Linked DNA regions of Pan troglodytes: region 1 is linked to region 2. The links are chromatin contacts, called in public Hi-C maps. All regions are on one chromosome and are shown on one strand. Each heading gives the region's core, a stretch centred on a gene start, on an enhancer-like site or on the middle of the called end of the contact. The rest is flanking DNA. Distances are from core to core; before and after follow the strand shown.

What was found. A called contact is a pair of places that touch in the nucleus more often than the background predicts.
Region 1: a Hi-C map of stem cell-derived neural progenitor cells shows a contact between it and region 2, with 5 times the contacts expected there. The contact joins the promoter of TM2D3 here to the promoter of SNRPA1 in region 2. A contact is called at or near these places in 6 of 7 Hi-C or Micro-C datasets (blood, induced pluripotent stem cells, a lymphoblastoid cell line and 2 more), 1 of 1 datasets of contacts at active chromatin or transcription factors (stem cell-derived excitatory neurons) and 1 of 1 other capture datasets (stem cell-derived neural stem cells).

The regions. Positions count from the first base shown.
Region 1 is chr16:93,538,341-93,542,640 of NHGRI_mPanTro3-v2.0_pri, forward strand. It overlaps TM2D3 (TM2 domain containing 3), which reads right to left and starts at 1,967. Exons shown (of 5, transcript XM_009429964.5): 1 at 615-1,967. The coding sequence starts at 1,152. It overlaps TARS3 (threonyl-tRNA synthetase 3), which reads right to left. Exons shown (of 19, transcript XM_063795448.1): 19 at 2,319-3,111.
Region 2 is chr16:93,165,028-93,168,979 of NHGRI_mPanTro3-v2.0_pri, forward strand. SNRPA1 (small nuclear ribonucleoprotein polypeptide A') reads right to left here and starts at 2,557. Exons shown (of 9, transcript XM_510625.8): 1 at 2,367-2,557; 2 at 1-56. The coding sequence starts at 2,448.

The DNA.
Region 1 (4,300 bases), core at 717-3,216, 370 kb after region 2:
TAAATACATATATTTACTAGAATAGAAAACGTCTAGTACCTGCTGCCCTGGGAACTACTGTGAATGTGCGTGTTGGGCCCGGATCCTTTACTGACTGAGCCAGCGCCTGGGATTGCTCTAAATTTAAGGATCGTACAATTAGAGAAACACGTTATCCCGGGACAAGAAAACCTTGTTTTGTGTGGTTAACACGGCGGGTCTACACCAGGCCAATAAGCTGCTCATGAAAACCTCACGGCTGGTCAGCCAGAAAACACAAAGCTTAGGGACGAAACGTCAACAGAGTAGACATCAGTTCAGGTCGGCCGGCAACGAGGGACCGAAGGATGACATCGCGCTCCAGTTCCGCCTCCCCGGCCCAGCCCCCAAGCGCTCCATCTCCGTTCCAGGGCTCCGCAGCCGCGATGGCCGGCTCGGTGTCGCCGGAGCGGAGGGGCGGCCTCGGGCCGGGCAGCCAGGGCGCCAGACTCCAGATGCAGCGACAAGCCGCCCGGAGCCCGGCACTCGGCCTCCTCCCCGCGTCAGCCTCCGCCCGTGGGCCCGGCCTCCTCGCAGCTCCCGGGGCCCTGCTGCCACTCAGCCCCACCCGGCTCTGAACCCAGCCTTTGACTCACCACCGCCCGACAGAATGCAGAACTGCGAGAGGAAGAGCAGCACGCGACACAAGGCGCGGAGGCCCCGCAGCGGGCGCACCCCTCCCGCCATCTTGCCGGCGCCTGCGCACTTCCGGGCCGGGGGCGGGGCGCGGGCTCGCGCGTGAAGCGGGCGCGCCGGGCCGGGCGCGCCTGGGAGCTGGAGCGTGAACTGGACGCAGGCGCGCTGCGACTCCGGGCGGCCGGCGTTTGCGCTTTCGCTGTCCTCGCGCGGGTGGCGGGTTTTCTTCGGGTTGAGCCCTCTGGGAGGTCCCCGAGGAGGATGCGAGCCTGGGAGGTTGTTCCATTTCCACGCGCCCGTCACGCCCTTGGACGAGGCCCTCACCCCTCGTTCCACTGCAGGAGACCTGTTAAAGGTCATCCGTGGACCGAAATGCACGCCCGAAGCAACCAAGAGCAGAGGCGGGCAAATGGGGGAGGCTGGCCGCAGTGTGTGGTCGGATGTTGTGTGCTGGATCTCGTGCGAAGGTTCTGAGGACACTATCGCGTGGCCTTTCATCCTAAAGACACTTATTTACAGTCGGGGAAGCGGCCCCGGGACGACGAGGGCCCGAGGGACCCCTCCCCTGGGGCCGGCGCTCAGGCCTGCCGCGGCTTTCACTTCTGGCCAGCCTCTTGAAGATACGCAGCACTTCCAGAAAGTTCCTCTCGGGCCTGGAGAAGCAGGATGGCCCGAGGCGCTGGGAAGTGAGGGGAGGGTCCAGAGCCCAGCCCTGCCTGGGGAAGGTCGCGGCCGTCTGGGGAGCCGCGCTCAGGCCCCAGCTTGCGGAGACCCGTGCCAGTTTCTGTCACAGCACACCTGGAAGAAACCGGGCTGGTGACAGGTGCTCTCCTCCCCCCCCCTGCTGCGGGATCATTCATTCCGGGGTCTTCTGACTGCCACCCCCTCACGTGCATGTTTGCTGAATGATTTTTTAAAAAATACATGTAAAAGTGCCGGCACATAAGCCCTGAATGTTAGCTTTAAAAATCGTATCACGGCCGGGGGCGGTGAATCACGCCTGTAATCCCAGCACTTTGGGAGGCCCAGGCGGGCGGATCACGAGGTTAGGAAATCGAAACCATCCTGGCTAACAACACGGTGAAACCCTGTCTCTACTAAAAATGCAAAAAAATTAGCCAGGCGTGGGGGTACGCGCCTGTGGTCCCAGCTACTGGGGAAGCTGAGGCAGGAGAATCGCCTAAACCCGGGAAGCGGAGGTTGTAGTGAGCCGAGATCGTGCCACTGCACTCCAGCCTGGGCGACAGAGCGAGACTCCGTCTCAAAAAATAAAAAATAAATAAAAATCATATCACACAATCTGCACCTTATACTACTACACAAGTCTGATATATATTGTTTTGTTTGCCAACTGTTTCACTGTTCACATCCCTCAGGAAGTCAACTAAATGATCAGTATATTGAAAAGAGATTATTTCTTACATTTCTTTTGAATTTCACAGCATATCGCAAAATAATACTTCTTGTTTGGTAGCTGAATTCTCTATTGACATAATGCCATTTTAATTCAGTTCTGAGCACGTAGAGCATTCCTCTCTTTAAAATCTGAAATCCATTTCAGTATATAAATCCATGGAATGTCATCCCATCAAAAAAGTAACTTAACTCTAGGTGAGCAGCTTAGTTGTGGTAGAAGCCCACAGCTTAAACACTGGAAACACTGATGCAATTCATTTGGGAATTTATTTTTTTCTAAAGCGGAACAAAACCTAATTATGAATAAGAAACATTTAAATGGCAACTCTTAACCTATAGTGCAAACACCAGATTCCACAAAACTGAATTCCTTTGTCAGTAATCCAATATTTAGTAGTAGCTGCTGCTTTTGTGGTTGTTGGTTAGTTAAAATTAAGTAATGATTCCAGTTTAGAAGATAAAGTTTCAGTGTAAATTTTAGTAAAAGTCATAAAAATACCTGAGACATATTAGAAAATAAGATTTTCCCTCATATTTAAAAAAAACTCTGCAGACTTTTATTTGAAGCCCATCTTTTGAAAATCACTAACATTTCATAATCATTTCCTAGTGTTTTGTTTCACTTTTTCGATGAATAATATTTCCCCATTTAAGTTTCTCAAGGCATTGATTGCTGGAAAATTTCCCACGTGCCCTCTAAATGACTCCCGTGGACATAAGTAAATTAAACTTTGTGCATGTCAGCTACACATTCATTGTCTCCTTTCTCAGCTGAGGCCGTGAGTGGACCCCATCAGTGGCTCCAAAGTCTTAGAAGTACTAACATGTTAAGAAAAATACATTTTTAAGGGTCAAAACAAAATTACACAGAAGCAAATATCAGGGAAGGACTTCAAAAGGCCTCCTCAGCATTGAGTGTCCGTGTCTTCTTGAGATTCTTCAGTTTATCAATGGCAGAAGTTACTAAAATCTCTCCATGAATTTTGTTGTCTCTTGTTCGCACGTTTACAGCATTATCTATCTTTTCCTTTTCTCCAACCACTGCAGAAAAGAAAGGTAAAGAAATGTATTTTAAATCAGCAATTTACCAAACATTAACTCAGCAGTCCCATGACATGTTTTTATCAAGTTTTTCTTCATTACTATTAAATATCATCTAATGAGCATTCGGTTCATCCTCTGATAGTTAAGTTTCTTGAGGGAAGCAATGACTTCTGATCCCATCTCTCTATTGTCCACCTGAGAGAACAGCTCTTGTGGTCCTGGGGTGCAAATGACAGCGGGGAGCTCTTACCGGCTCACACTGACCCCCCCTGGCACTAGGGTGCAGATGAGAGCGGGGAGCTCTTACAGACTCACACTGACCCCACCTGGCACTAGGGTGCAGATGAGAGCGGGGAGCTCTTACAGACTCACGCTGACCCCACCTGGCACTAGGGTGCAGATGAGAGCGGGGAGCTCTTACAGGCTCACACTGACTCCACCTGGCACTAGGGTGCAGATGAGAGCGGGGAGCGCTTACAGGCTCACACTGACTCCACCTGGCACTGGGGTGCAGATGAGAGCGGGGAGCTCTTACAGGCTCACACTGACTCCACCTGGCACTAGGGTGCAGATGAGAGCGGGGAGCGCTTACAGGCTCACACTGACTCCACCTGGCACTGGGGTGCAGATGAGAGCGGGGAGCTCTTACAGGCTCACACTGACCCCACCTGGCACTGGGGTGCAGATGAGAGCGGGGAGCTCTTACAGGCTCACACTGACCCCACCTGGCACTAGGGTGCACATGAGAGCGGGGAGCTCTTACAGGCTCACGCTGACTCCACCTGGCATACCTGATGAGCCAAGGGGTGGACACCAGACCCATGCGAGCCAGCCAGAACTTTCTGGAATGTGGGTAAAAAGTTTGTTCTCTCTAGTGACCCATATTGTGAGATGATGCAGGAATCTACAGCCATGCTTCTTGCCACACAGAAGGAAGAAACCGGTCTGCAGATAAGTGGAATAAGGTAGATATTCAAGAGAAGCATAAAGAACCAGAGCAAGACAGGAACCAGAAATGGGGAGAAATAGTCCTGGTGAGGGTTGAGCTCCTGATTGCTCTTCTAGTGGTTTGGCTATTTAATTCTACTTTTCATGTCATGGGATACTCCAAGACCCTTCCAACAAATGCTGTCTTTGTCTAAACCAAGTTGAGATTTCTGCCACCGTAAGAAGCCTGACTGAAACA
Region 2 (3,952 bases), core at 1,307-3,806:
AGCATCAAACTGGTCTAACGTAGCACCTAGATTTTCAATGACGGGAATTTTATACCCTATAAAACGGAGAAAAAAAAAAAAAAACACAAGAGGTATTAATGTAACTAAACAGTTGCCCCTTAAAGCATTAGCTGTATTTCATAGTATCTGACTCCAGGCTTTGATTTATTCAGGAAGTATTACCTAGCACCTATGTCAGGTCACGCATGACTTGCCGCTGTTTAAGATACTAGAGAGAAAACGCTGAACGAGTCTCAAGTCCCCAGTGCCATGAAGCTTACAATCTGATGACAACAAGGACAAGGACAATAACAACGGCTGATACAGGCAGCTAACATTTATAAGAACATTTACAAGGTGCCTTACGCTGTTCTAAGTCGTTTGGGCTAGTTAAGCGGAATCGGCACAACAGGAGTTTACACTTGGAGCTGCTTAGTCTCAGTGCCCAAACGGCGTTCAAACACTGTGGACGACAGTTCTCCACTCTTGCATCTCCACAGGCCAGATTCTTAGAACCCATCAGAGCAGCCTCAACATATCACGACAGTTCTCCCTCCCCTCCCCCAGCTCCAATTCAGAATTGAAGATCGATGGTTTACATACAGAAATAAATCTGTGAACACTCAAATGTTAATTTGTCTAATTTGGGCATAATTATTGTGTTAGGCACTATAAGAAAAGAAATATTCCGAAGAAGCAAGGTCTACTAAAAAAAGAACTTACCCAAAGTTAAAGGACACAATTCAGAGCTGTACTACACGTACTGCATCAAAATACGTATTCTCAACACTGCACATGCTCCATAAAGAGAAATGGCAGAGATCATCAAAAGTGGTGAGTTGGGCCGGGCGCAGTGGCTCAAGCCTGTAATCCCAGCACTTCGGGAGACCAAGGCGGGCGGATCACCTGAGGTCGGGAGTTCGAGACCAGCCTGACCAACATGGAGAAACCATGTCTTTACTAAAAATACAAAAAATTAGCCGGACGTGGTGGCGCATGCCTGTAATCCCAGCTACTCGGGAGGTTGAGGCAGGAGAATCGCTTGGACCCGGGAGGCGGAGGTTGCAGTGAGCCGACATTGCGCCATTGCACTCCAACCTGGGCAACAAGAGCGAAACTCCGTCTCAAAACAAAACAAAACAAAACAAAAAAAAACAGTGGTGAGTTGCTCTTTAACTGAACCTTTCTCTAAGAAACTTTATTTCAACAAAATAAAAATACTGGGGGCCGGGCGCGGTGGTTCACGTCTGTAATCCCAGCACTTTGGGAGGCCAGCGGAGGCGGATCACTTGAGGTCAGGAATTCGAGACCAGCCTGACCAACATGATGAAACCCCGTCTCTACTAAAAATACAAAAATCAGTCAGGCGCGGTGGCTCACGCCTGTAATCCCAACTACTCGGGAGGCTTGAGACACAGGAATCACCTGAACCGGGGAGGCGGCGGTTGCAGTGAGCCGAGATCACGCCACTGCGCTCCAGCTGGGGCGAAAGAGCGAGACTCCATCTCAACACAACACAACACAAAACACTGGGATTTCCCAAAGGTCAGCAAGAAATCTGAGCAGATCCCGCAGCGATGCTGCTCCGAGGCCATAGGTCCCCATGGGAACAAATCTCAGGCTACGACAGCATGGTCTTATCCTCAGAGAAGTTGCTCTATCACGTCCTTTTTAAAGCCATCTCCTGAAATACCAACTAGCTAGCCGCCCTCCCAGTAACTTACCAAGTCTTGCTAAGGTTGAAATAGTACAGGAATCTGAATGATTGCGAGCGCTTCCACAACTTACACACAGCACCCGGCGGTGCAAGCCTGGGTGACACAGTTCCATTTTTAAAACGTCTTCATATAGGGGAAACGCCAGACAGTTAAAGCTACTAAGTAGAAAATACTGGAGGAAACAATCGCGGTTGTTCGGGGACTTAGTTTCCTCCTTCACATTAGGAATAATGAACACATATCCTATCTACGCTCAAAATATCATCTGGCGGCAAGTATTAAGAACCAATCCCTCGCCCTGCACTTGCGTTACAACCATTAATGAGCCGCTCTTCCGGGCCCCCAGAGCCAGCGGCGAGACAGCCAAGCAAGGCCTAACAGGGCCCCACGAGTATGCACCAGGAAGTAATGAAGTCACCCGTGCCTGTCAAGAGGCACGGCGCTAACACAAGGCTCCCAAGAGCTTAACGGGATGCTCATTTGGCAACAACGGCAAGAATCAGGCCCGGCGTTCCCTGCGCAGCCCGGTCGGGGCCCAGACAACCGGCCCGCGGGCCAAGCTCCGGCCTTCGGTGCACGCGGCAAAGCGCGGAAAATAAGGCGGCTCGGTGCCGCCTGGGGACTGGCCGCCCACGCCCCCGGACTCACCCCGGAGGTCCAGCTCCCGGTCGCGCACCGCGTTGGTGTACTGCGCCGCCTGCTCGATCAGCTCCGCCGTCAGCTTGACCATCCTGCAGCCTCCCGTTCCCCCGCGCTGTGGAAAGTCCGTGGCCTCCCGCCAGCGAGACGTCCCAGCGTGCCCCGCGCCCCGCCGCCAGGCAGCACCAATCGCAGCCGCCGAGTGCGCGCGCAGCTCGACCGCCAGGCCGAAGCAATCGAAGAGCCACGCCTCCGGGGGCGTTCTTGCCGGAAGTCGTGGCGCGCGCACAGGGGATGTGTCTAGTTTGGGGTTGTTTCCTAGGGTGTGTTCGGAGTCTGGAGGACCCCTGATTCCAGACGTTGGTGTTTAAAAGTTAAGGCGAATGTGGAAACACCCGAGGGGAACTTTCTCATGCATTAGCGCACCTCGAGGTGGGAGGGGAAGCTGTGACTGTCCTCCCTCCACCAGCCGTCGCGGGAACCCGTGGGGTTCAGTGAAGGGTCCAGGAGTTCAGGTGCCCGTCCCGGGCCTGGGCCTTGGTTCCGGGCTACACTGTGAGATCCCGGGCTAGGTGGCCCGCCCGGGGCAGGTCGCCGGGACAACCCCACCGCCCCGCAAGTCCAGCCCGGCCTCGGGCACGGTAGGGTTTGCGGTTAAGCTTGTGACCTTTAGACTTCTGAATATTCATATGTATGAAATGTGATACACATAAAAGTGTGCATATCAGGAACTTACAGAGTGATTAATGACTAGAGTGAACACAGCTGCGTAGCCGACACCGGGATCCAAAACACCACTATTCTGAAAGCCTCCCTCTTTCCCAAAAGGCAACCGCGAACTCAACACTACAAATTCGGTTTGCTCGCTTTTGCTATAAATAGAATCATGCAGTATGCTTTTTTTGGCCTAGTTTCATGGAGTCTATATTATGTCTGGAGTCCATCCAGGTTGCATACAGAGATGGTTTGTTTGCTTTCGCTGCTGAAGAGAATTCCATTGTAGGTATTACACCATAAATTACTTATTCTCCTGTTGATAGACATCAAAGTTGTTTTCAGTTAGGGCTATTCTGAGTAATGCTGCTATGAATTTTCTGGTACGTGGATCTGATGCACATTTGCATGAGTTTGTCCTGGAGTGGAACTGCTGGGACATAGGGTATGGTATCTATCATCAATAAGTAATGCCCAACAGTTATGCTAAGAGGCTGAAATAATATACACACTCCAGCGGTGTGTAAGGGTTTTCATGGCTTCCAGCTTCAGCCTTGTTGGCATTTTTAACTCTATAACTTCAGCTATTCTGATGGGTGTGTGGTGGTATTGCACTACTGCTTTGCTTTGCTTTTCTCTAATAACTAATGAAGCTGAGAACCTTCTCATGTGTATGGTGCCCATTCTGATAGCTTCCTTTGTTAAGTGTTCTTTCGAGTCCCTGGCTCATTTTTTTTTCCTTATGGAGTTGTCTGCCTTTTTTCTTATTGATTTGTGGAATTTCTTTATATATTAGGGATATGAACACACTCTGTGGCTTGCCTTTTCACTCTTAATGGTGTTGATGATTAGATTTTTTTTTTTTTTTTTTTAGACAGAGT